Regions from separate parts of the Sus scrofa genome. Here region 1 is linked to region 2. A link is a contact called in public HiChIP or PLAC-seq data. All regions are on one chromosome and are shown on one strand. Each heading gives the region's core, a stretch centred on a gene start, on an enhancer-like site or on the middle of the called end of the contact. The rest is flanking DNA. Distances are from core to core; before and after follow the strand shown.

Region 1 (5,667 bases), core at 933-3,432, 280 kb before region 2:
GGCTCCTTGGTTGGGTGCCCTCAGCCTCCCCCTCCCCCAGGTGGGCTCCCCCATCCCCGGGGGATGGTTCCTGAGCGGCTGCCACCGTGGCTCCAGCGCTATGTGGACAAAGTGTCTGACCTCAGCCTTTTTGGGGGTCTCCCAGCCAACCACGTCCTTGTGAACCAGTATCTGCCTGGGGAGGGCATCATGGTAACCACACTCTCACCCCGACCCCTAGACCTCAGATCCACCATGGGGCAGGGCATCATGTTGACCCACGTCCACTCTCATTAAGCAGCCACATACTCCAACCAGGCATTCGCCTCCCTGTCCCCAGCTGGGGAGCCCCCCTTTTGCCCCAGAGGGTGGGGGGTGTGGACTCCTGCCCTGTCCAGCCCTGGTGCCCACTCCCCAGCCCCACGAGGACGGGCCACTCTACTACCCGACCGTCAGCACCATCAGCTTGGGCTCCCACACCATGCTGGACCTCTACGAGCCTCGGCAGCCAGAGGATGATGACCCTACAGAGCAGGTGGGCCCCGAGACAACGCCCCAGCCACTGTGGGCGCTCCAACACCTCATATCCTCCAATCCCACCAGCCTGCCAGGTACCCCTGATAGCCTTCCAGACATCTTCATCTGTCCCCTCATGGAGGGCACCCCCATCCTCCCTGATGCCTGACCCCTCTGCTAGCAGGGTGCCCTAGAAACCATGATGTCCGCAGGCACACCATTACCCCCACCTGCTGAACAAATACCCTGACATCCAGCAGATCCCTACCTCACACATTCAGAGTGCTCCAATACCTCATGCAGGGCTCCCCACTTCTCCTGCAGACACTGAGCTCTTCAGATACCTCAATACCATCCACCCATGGGTGTCTCTGACATCCTCCTAGACACCATGACCCTCGATGGCCATTGCACAGGCACCCCAACACTGACTTCCTCCCTCTCACTCTGGTAATGTGATTTGCCATGCAGGACACCCTCAGATTCTTCTTGGCACCTCAGCCATGACTCACTGCTCAAGGACCCTCAGATAGCCTGCCTCCCCTCTGTGAAGGATGCCCGTGACAACAGTTTCCCTAACCTCTGTCTTTGATGCCTTTCTGTTCACTCCCCTGGACACCCTGACCCCAGCTGCTCCTTAGGGCTCTCCTTTTTAATCCGACATGCTCTGGGATACACTGACACCCCCTCCTACTTTGCCGGGGTCCTCAAGCATCCAGAGAGCTGCACACGGGCCCAGAGCACTCCTGCTTATCTCTTCCTCACTTCCTGGAGGCCAAGTCCTCCACCCAGTTCCACCCGAGTTTCCTGGGACCGCTGAACCCCCAGCCTCAGCCCCAGCCCCTTGCAGATCCCAGCTGCGGTTCTCACAACCTGCAGACTCTTAGACGCCCCCATCTGCAGCCTAGGACCTGCCCCCTCCCGGAGGACTGCTGACACCCGCACCCACACACACCCTCTCCACTTCACTGCAAGCCTGGCTTTGGCCCCCGCCGGACTTGCACTCCAAAGTCCCGATCCCTGGGAGCACACCTGCCCCGCAGGCTTTGTTGTACCTGGGACTCGCTGACCCTTGCCCCCTGAACTGCCGCCCTCACGCTCACCCCCACCCCCACCCCACCCCCGACTTCTGGGGACCCTCTAACCTTCAACCCGCCCCGCAGCCCCGGCCCCCGCCCCGGCCGGCCACCTCGCTGCTGCTTGAACCCCGCAGCCTGCTGGTGCTCCGTGGCACCGCCTACACGCGCTTCCTCCATGGCATAGCAGCCGCCCGCATAGACGCTCTGGACGCAGTCTCCCTGCCGCCCAACGCAGCCGCCTGCCCCTCGGCGCAGCCCGGAGCGCGCCTGGTCCGCGGCACCCGCATCTCGCTGACCATCCGCCGCGTGCCCCGCGTGCTGCGCGCTAGCCTCCTGCTCAGCAAGTGACTCCAGGCCCTCGGACCCGCTCAGATTCCTGAGCTCTCGCCTGCTCTGGACAACTACCGCCCTGTGACCTTGGAACCCTGGGGCAGAGGCGGCTCCCGCGGGTTATTTTCCTTGTAACTGTGTGGGAACCACAGGAAAAGGCCCCATTCCAAATAAACAACTACAAAATCTTCACTTTGGCTTTGGATATTTGGGGGCGGGGAGCCCGGTGATGGGATTCCTAAGGGGCGCCGCATCTGGGACCTCGGAAGGCGCGGGCCCTGGATGGGTCATAGAGTGGAGAAGAATCCAGGGCTCTTGGGAGGGCGGGGTTATATCTGGATACCCCTTCCGGGCGTGGGGTGAGCTTGGGAGGTTCAGCTACTGGTCCACTAGGGAGGAAGGAGTTAAGTGGTGCTGCTGTCACCTGAGCTGGGCATCAAATTACCTGGGTCCAGTGTTCCACCTGGAAGGAGGTGGCGCTCAGCCTGCTGCCCCTGGGCTTCTGGCTGTCTCTGCCTGGCTGAGTCCTGCTGAGGAGGTCTAAGTGGATACCCCCCCGCTAGAAAAAGGGCTCCTACCGGGGATCCTGACTTTCTGTCCCTAGGCTCCCAAATATGGCCCTGCCCCCACCCCTGGACCCTAGACCCACCTCAGAGCCCTTCAGCCACCCCCCTGGAGCCCCTAGAGAACTGGATGCTGCTGGATACGCCATCTGCCCGGCGTCTGGAAAGGAGAGAATAAGGTAGGGGCTGGGGCATTTGAAACCAAGGTCCCAAAAGGGTGGGGCAGTGAAAGGGGGCCCTTTGAGGGTAGGAGAGGTTTTTTTTCCTTCTTTTTGGCTGCACCCGTGGAAGTTCCTGGTCCAGGGATCGAACATGCGCCACAGCAGTGGCCCAAGCTGTTGTGGTGACAATGCCGGATCCCTAACCTGCTGCACCACAGGAGAACTCCGAGGGTAGGAGGTGTTGTGGCTATGATCACCTGGGGCCCTGGGAGAGGTAGCTGAGGACAGGGGTAGGGTAGGGTGGATAATGGAGACTTAGGCTCACCTGTCAATGTCCCCTACCTCTCAGGTCGGAACAGGCCCAGAAGCTGGGGCAGGACACTTTGGACCCTCCCGAGCCCTTCCAGGGTGGCCTGAGGGGCACTGAGCCAACGCCCACTTCTCATGAGGACTCAGCTGGGGCCAAATGCCGTGAGGTGAGCTGAGGTGTCCTGGGCCCCTGTGCGCCTCTACCTCCTGTCTGTCTCCCAGAATCTGGCCCCCACACCGGAGATAGGTGATGATTCTGGAAAAGTGCTGGGCATCTGTGTGGGGAGGGGTGCTCTAGACATGATCCTTTAAACCGATTGTTATAAAAGTATTTTGATATTTTACCAAAAAAGTACTTTGATATTTTATCATTGGCCTTGGTGTAGCCCCATTCCTGTGGGGTATCCAGTTCCATCACCCACCCCCTCTGGACTCCCATGCCCCACATGTATAAGTTTCTAGGAGCCTTGAAAACCTGGATTTTTTTTTTCTTTTTATGGCCCCACATATGTCATATGGGGCCAGGGGTTGAATCAGAGCTGTAGCAGCCGGCCTATGCCACAGCCACAGCAACACCAGATCTGAGCCACATTTGCAGCTTGTGGCAATGCCAGATCCTTAACCCACTGCGCCAGGCCAGGGATCAAACACCATGTCAGGTCCCTAACCCGCTGAACCACAATAGGAACATCTGAAAACCTGGAGAATTTGTACATGAGGTTCTCCCACTGGGAAGTTTCTTTAGGTGGGAGGAGCCCTGGTGCACACCCAGAGGTGGGCTCTGCTGCAGAGAAGCATCCCGAAGGCAGGGGCCTGCAGAAGGGTGCAGTGGGAGTGTGGGGGTAAGGTCTTGGTTGGCTCACTGGCCCTGACTCAGCCCCCTGTGTTCCCCAGCGCCCCATCTCTGGCTGGGAGGTGTTGGAGGCTGAGCAGGACAGCCTGCATCTTTGCCTTCTGGGGCTGGGCCTCCTGCTGCAGGACCTGGACCGAGGCCTGGCGCCGTGGGCATCAACCCGGAGAGGGATGGTCCAGCTGCAGGTGGGCAGTGGGAGGCCAAGGTGTGGGAGGGTGGGCGGGGCCTCAGGAGTGGGTACCAGCTTCCTGGGGTGGGAAATGGGTTTATTCCATGTTCCAGGTATCTAGATGGGAAAGGAGGCCGTTCTAACTCCAGGTCCCAAGTCTCTGGTGTCCCGGTGTGTGTGTATGGAGGCAGGCGCTGGGGTAGGGTGGGATGGTGGTGATTTCCACCCATGTGTCCCAGACCCTCCAGGCAGACCTACGTGGGACAGCTGAGCATCTGGATGCACTGCTGGTGTTCGGTGAGGGGCTGGTGCAGCGGAGTGAGCCTCAGGCCCAGGCCTCCCTGGAGCAGGTCCTGAGGGCCTTCAGAGCCCACCGAGACAGCATCTTCCGGCAGCTGTGGCGGCTGCAAGCCCAGCTGGTCAGCTACAGCCTGGTATGGCCCACCCTGGCAGCCCCTGGCACAGGTGCCAATCCCAACCCTCATGACCTCTGTCCTCTGACCAGGTATATGAGGAGGCCAGCACACTGGAGCAGGACTTGGAGGTTGAGGGGGACTCAGACGGGCCAGGACCTGGTGGGGTCTGGGGGCCCTGGGCACCCAGTAGCCTCCCCACTCCCGCAGAGTTGGAGTGGGACCCAGCGGGGGACGTTGGGGGCCTCGGGCCTTTGGGACGAAGGACGGCCTGGACACCAGGGGCTCCCTGTGAGCTGTGTGGCCACAAGGGCCCCCAGGGCAGGGGACAGTGGCTTGAGGTGAGAGCAGGTGGGGTCTGTGTGTCTTCCAATGGGGTCCTTCTCTTTCAAGGAGGTTTCTGTGGCTTCCAATGGGGTCCTTCTCTTTCAAGGAGGTTTCTGTGGCTGTCTCTCCCTCTGCCTCTCTTGGCCTCTGGCTCTTCCTCTGTCTCGTCTTGGTTTCCCTCTGTTGTATCTGCATTTCCTCACTTCCTCCCACTCTCCCCCATTCACCCCACCACAGCCACACTAGCCTCCTGGCTCTTCAAATATTCCAAATACTCACCCATCTCAAAGCCCCCAGATGCATGCCCTTCATTCCAGCCTCTCCTAAATGCCGCCTCTTTGGAGAGGCCTGCCCTGGCCTCCAAACGTCTTCCCTCCTTACCTTCCTACTTTATGTCCTAATAGCACTTATCACCACTTGTCATTATACATTTGTTTAATAACTTATGGGGTCTCTCTCTCCTGCTGGAATATAAACTCCATGGACACCAGAACTTGGCTTGTTTCCATGCCCACCGTGTCCCCAGCTCCTAGAGCAGTGCTGGCCATGTAACAGACCCTCATTAAATATTTGTGGAATGGATGAATAAATAATGTCTCTCTTCCTTTCTTTGGCTCTGTTCCTCTCTTGATCTCAGAGATCTCTTTCCCAGGAAGAGAGAGAGTCTTCATCTCTATGACACCCCGGATCTGGGCCATTCCCCAACTTTGTGTCTCTTTGTCAATGATTCTCCAAGGACCACACCCCTCTCTCCCCCGACAGGACATGCTCAGGTCAGGCCTCAGCCACCGGAAACACTTCGCAGGTCACCGAAGACGCTCCTTGCTCCAGAAGTCTCGGGTAAGCTTGTCCTCAGCCAGATGCACTGTTTAGGATTCTTTTTTTTTTTTTTTTTTTTTTTTTTTTGCTTTTTAGGGCCATACCCGTGGCATATGGAAATTCTCAGGCTAGAGGTTGAATCAGAGCTG
Region 2 (5,225 bases), core at 995-3,494:
CCTCCCAGGGCCTCACCGTGAGGATCATGGAGCGGCGGCGGCAGAGCGCTGCGCCCACCCCAAAGCTGGCCACCACGAAGAAGGAGAAGCCGCAGAAGATGGCGATCCAGGCACCAGCGAAGACGTCATCCTTGCCTGAGACGCCCATCAGCGGGTACACGCGGTACTGGTCGGCTGTCACCCATATCGTTTCAGCAAACAGGGCCAGGCCTGACAACTGGACAGGGCAGCTGGTTAGCGAGGCCTGCGCAGGGGCAGCTGCCTCAGCAGCATGAGTCCCCGTGAGCCGGTGCCCTCCCCGTTCTGAGCCCCCTCTGCCCCATCGGTAAGGAGGACAAGAAACTAGGGTGACAAAGACACCCCTTCCATGAACAGGCATGAGGCTGGGCAGGAGGCCAGAAGGGAATGGAGGCCCCAGCCAGACCCCTGGCCCCTACCCACTCCCCAGGTGCCAGGGGTTTCGAGGAGATGCTACATGCAAAGCCTGGAGAATGTGATTGGCACCAAGGAGGTGCTGGGTACCCGCCTTTGCTGAAGAGTGTGGCTACCTCCTGAGGAGGGGAATCTGGCCATGGCAGGAATAATTACAAATGTATCAACTCTGTGGTCCAGCAATTCTACCTGCAGGACTCAATCCTACAGGCACAGCTGCCCATGCAGCGAATATCACAAATGCACAGGGTTATTCCCTGCAGCACTGCATGTAAGCAGCTGGGATGCCACACAGCGGAGCACTGCACAGTTGTGGAAAAGGGCAGGGAGGCTGAGGACCCATGTGGAGTGACCCACAGACAACGTGAGCAGGAAGAAATGGGAAGCATGGAATAGGATGCAGAATGAGCTACATTTTGGACAAAAGAGGGGAGAAAATAGATAACAAGAAAGAGTAGAAAATAGGTATATATGTTCCTTTTCCTATATTTGCTTAAAGAAATATTGGAGAGGAGTTCCCTGGTGGCTCATCAGGTTGAGGACCTGGTGCTGTCACTTTTGTGGCTCAGGTTCAGTCCCTGACCCGGGAACTTCTGCATGCCACCAGTGTGGCATATATATATATATATATGGCATATATATATATAAAATGAGAAACTAAAAATCTGGCTACCTATAGTGATGGAGAACAAGGTGAGAAGGTGAGAGGAAGACCTCAGCGGATACCTTTGCCAAAAATCAGACTACCAGTCATAGAGTACTTACTGTCTGCCAGTCATTGGTCCTTGAAACTGCTTTCTGTGCACTAACCACTGTTGTTACCAGCTGTCCTGACTAGTGCTGTGGCCACTGCAGAGAGCAACCATGTGTGCCAAACTCTGGCCAAAGCACAAATCCACTAACTCATTTTCTCCTCTCAGCACGCCTACTGTATCTCCATCTTACAGATGAGGACACTGAGGCTCCAGGTCCTACAATAGAAGGTGACAAAGCTGAGATTTGAACCCAGGTTTTCTGGCTCCGGAGCCAGGTACAAGAATCACATACTTGGAGTTCCCATCGTGGCTCAGCGGTTAACGAATCCAACTAGGAACCATGAGGTTGCGGGTTCCATCCCTGGCCTTGCTCAGTGGGTGAAGGATCCGGCATTGTGGTGAGCTGTGGTGTAGGTCGAAGACGCAGCTCGGATCCTGCGTTGCTGTGGCTGTGGCATAGGCTGGTGGCTACGGCTCCGATTAGACCCCTAGCCTGGGAATCTCCATATGCCACGGGAGCGGCCCAAGAAAATGGCAAAAAGACCAAAAAAGAAAAAGAAAAAAAAAAAAAAAAGACAAAAAGAATCACAAAATTAAAAGGCATTGTTATTATTCATTACTGTGGGCCCCCTGTGTGCCAAGCAGGCATGTCAGGTCCAGATCACACTCATGATGATATCTGGCCCTTGTCAAGCACTTTTTCGGAGCTGAGGGTCATACGTGGACTAATCCACACAACAATGCCCAGAGTGAGTACATGATAGATGGGGAAATAGGCAGAGAGAAGTCAGATCACTTGCTCAAGATCACACCGCTGGGGAGAGGAATAGCTGGGATTTTCTGACCTGAGAGCCAGATGGCATTGGCCATCGGGGGAATCCTGGGCCCCCAGCCACCCGACTCCCAGCCTCAGGACCACCCCCTCCTTCTCACCCTCACAGTGGGCTCCCGGCAAAGGTGTGGGGGGGTGTCTCACCAGAATAATGATGTTGCCCACGACCAGCAGACCCACCACAACCGGAGACCCCTTCTCCCCCTCTGCTGCCGCAGAAGCCATCGTCCTGCCTGGGACACCGGAGCAGGGGTGAGGTCAGGGAGAGGCCAAGAAGGGAGGGAGGGCCCAGCCGGACCCACTGCTCCCCTTCCGTATCCCAGCTAACAGGGGCTGCTCTCAGCTTTCTGCTGGGCCCAGGCTGGTAGCCAGTGTGCCCAGCCTCCCGCAACGCTGACAGTGGGCCATTTTACAGAAGAGGAAACAGAGGCTCAGGTGGAGCAGTCACCAGCCAGAGCTCAGGGCTGGCCTTCCCTGAGCCTCAGACCCCCTCAACTCCCCATGCCCATGCAGAGTGCCAGCACCCCTTCCTCACCTTCTCCGCCAGGAGCCTCTCTGGGTGGCCCCTCCCACAGTGGCTCCCTATATATGCCCAGGCCCCTCCTTGGGCCAGTTTCCTGGAAGCGAGGAGGGGGTCCTGACCAGGGGATGAGAGGAGAGCGGGCTGACCAGTAGAGAACAGCTTTATGAGGCACCCTCTCCCTGCAAGTGATTTATAGACCTGAAATTCCAGATTGTGCTATCTATTTGGCAGGGTGAAGTGCAGTGACCTCTGGTCCCCAGTCTGTCAGGGTGGAGGGGGCGGTGTAGGAGGGTGAATGTCCCGGTTTCCCCTCCCCCTCCCCCCCACCAGTGTCTCTCCTTAGGACTAGAGCCTTCCTGGAGGGCGAGGAGAGATCGAAGTCAAACCCACACTTGACTCCTGAAGCCTAGAACTGCCTCCTTGGCTGGGGGATCTAGCCTCTCCAAGACCGGGAGGCCAGCAGAGGAGGGCGGCTGGAGGAGGCAGGGATTTGGGGGAGGGAGGCATGTGGGACGGATGCTTGGAATGTTGATGCTCGGGCTCTGGGTTGAGGAGGAGAATGGAAGTAGGGGGCTGTGTGAGAGAATTTTGAGAAGAGTTCAAGGAGCAAAGGGTGGGGGCGGGGGAGTGTGCTAGAAAAAGGGACTGAACGGGCCTGGTGGGAGAAAAGTGCCCCCCACCACCACACACGCGACGCATGGACAAAGCAGGGTCACAGCAAGGAGCTGTGGGTGGGAGTGTCTTCATTCTGTGGAATCAAAGAGGCCTAGGTTCAAATCCCAGTTCCACCTACTCCGTACAGCGGGACCTGGTCTGTGCATTAGCTCATCTGCAGAATGGGTACCATCAGATCATTTTCCAGGTCAGTGGTGGGAACGGAGTGCAGAGACGTCTGCAAAGTATGTCTTCTGGCCGCGGGTGCAGCTCGAGGCTTCACCTCACCAGCTGCGCAGCCAAGAGGCCCAAGGTCCCTCTAATGCTGCCCTCTAGCGGCACAAGGCTGATTCCGCAGGCGAAGATGGTTGGCTTGTTCCCCAGAACTCCTCAGACCTCAGGACTAGGCATTTGCTGCACTTTCTCTCTGGGCCTTGGTTCTCCCAGTGTGTGAGAAATGGGAAAACAAATGAACTTAAGATTCTATTGTCAGAGTTCCCACTGTGGGGCAGTGGATTAAGAATCCCAACTGTAGCAGCTCGGGTCACTTTTGAGGCTTGAGTTCAATCCCAGGCCCAGCTAGTGAATTAAAGGATCCTGCATTGGGAGTTCCTTCTGTGGCCCAACCAGATGGGTTCCATCTCAGCCAGGCACAGTGGGTTAAAGATCCAGCAGCATAGGTCGAAACTGGGGCTTGGGTTTGATCCCTGGTGGAGGGAACTCCATGTTGCAGGACTGCCTTGCCGTGGCTGCAGACCCCTGGCCCAGAAATTCCATATGCCACAGGATATGGAATAAATAAAGAAATAATAAATACAATGAAATTGCACTGTCCAGATATTGGTTTATAAGACACATGAAATGTTTTCCAATCAAAACGGATAATTTGATTTTTAGTCAACCCACTTTCCATTTAAAGTTGTTTTTCTTGGAGTTCTCATCATGGCACAGGGGAAACAGATCCAACTAGGATCCACAAAGACACAGGTTCAATCCTTGGCCTCACTTAGTGGGCTAAGGATCTGGCATTGCCGTGAGCTGTGGTGCAGGCTGGCAGGTATAGCTACAATTCGACCCCTAGCCTGGGAACTTCCATATGCAGCGGGTGCGGCCCTAAAAACAAAAGCAAAAACAAAACAAAACTTGTTTGGAGTTCCTGCTGTGGCTCAGCGAGTTAAGAAGCCAACCAGTATCCATGAGGATACAGGATCCTTACTCAGTGGGTTAAGGATTCGGCATTGCCACAAGCTGCAGCATAGGTTGAAGATGGGGCTCGGATTTGGCACTGCTGTGGCTGTGGTGAAGGCCAGAAGCTGCAACTCTGACTGACCCCTAGCCTGGAGTCAAAAGAGACTAAAAAAAAAAGAAGGAAAGCAAAAATGGGTGATCAATGTTTATTAAAATAAAAATTTAAAGAAAAGAAAAAAGCACCCTGAATTCAGTCCCACCTCAACCTCCACCCCATCATCCAGCTATTTTACACGTACACAGCTTTACACTTTTCCAGTGAGTATTTATTATTAGTTAAACCATGATTCAGGATCTCAGGGTGGGAATCACCATGAATCCAGGTCCCCCTGCACCACCCTGTGGAGAAGGACGGAGGACAGATGAGGTGGGGGGGCCAGTTCAGATCTTCCCAGGAAACGTGCCTTCCGCCCGGCGGTCATCCCAGGCTGACACCTGTGGAAACACAGCCAGTGTTACTTCATTCCTCCACGGGGAGAGCGGAAGGGTGGACTTCTCTGTCTTCCTCATTTTGCAGTCAACAAGGAACCCCAGTACCTGCTATGTGCCACTACTGGCAACTGCTCCAGGAGCTGGGGAGCCAGTAAAGACCCAGAAGGCCAAGAGTCACTGTCCTGAATGAGCTAACCCACTGAGGGGATGGGGTGGAGGGCGGGGGAATAACGGGCAGACTCACGGCAGAGCTGTGACTGTACAGAGCTCCAAGAGGGTGACTCTGCCCTGATTCAGAAACCCCAGAGTTCAACCCTCAATGATGTTTGTCAGAAGAGAAGAAAGAAGG

Evidence for each region. HiChIP or PLAC-seq counts read pairs in DNA pulled down with a chosen protein or histone mark.
Region 1: an H3K27ac HiChIP or PLAC-seq map of alveolar macrophages shows a contact between it and region 2. The contact joins the promoter of SYNE4 here to the promoter of UPK1A in region 2. A contact is called at or near these places in 1 of 5 promoter capture datasets (fetal liver) and 1 of 2 datasets of contacts at active chromatin or transcription factors (alveolar macrophages).

Annotation. Positions count from the first base shown.
Region 1 is chr6:45,381,384-45,387,050 of Sscrofa11.1, reverse strand. It overlaps SYNE4 (nesprin-4), which reads left to right and starts at 2,182. Exons shown (of 8, transcript XM_003127070.5): 1 at 2,182-2,646; 2 at 2,978-3,104; 3 at 3,832-3,975; 4 at 4,199-4,393; 5 at 4,465-4,723; 6 at 5,436-5,539. The coding sequence starts at 2,519. It overlaps ALKBH6 (alpha-ketoglutarate-dependent dioxygenase alkB homolog 6), which reads left to right. Exons shown (of 7, transcript XM_021097221.1): 5 at 41-192; 6 at 298-514; 7 at 1,659-2,096. The coding sequence ends at 498.
Region 2 is chr6:45,102,137-45,107,361 of Sscrofa11.1, reverse strand. It overlaps UPK1A (uroplakin 1A), which reads right to left and starts at 2,244. Exons shown (of 7, transcript NM_001123211.1): 1 at 2,164-2,244; 2 at 17-217. The coding sequence starts at 2,244. COX6B (COX6B protein) reads right to left here. Exons shown (of 4, transcript NM_001097497.2): 4 at 4,578-4,879. The coding sequence ends at 4,826.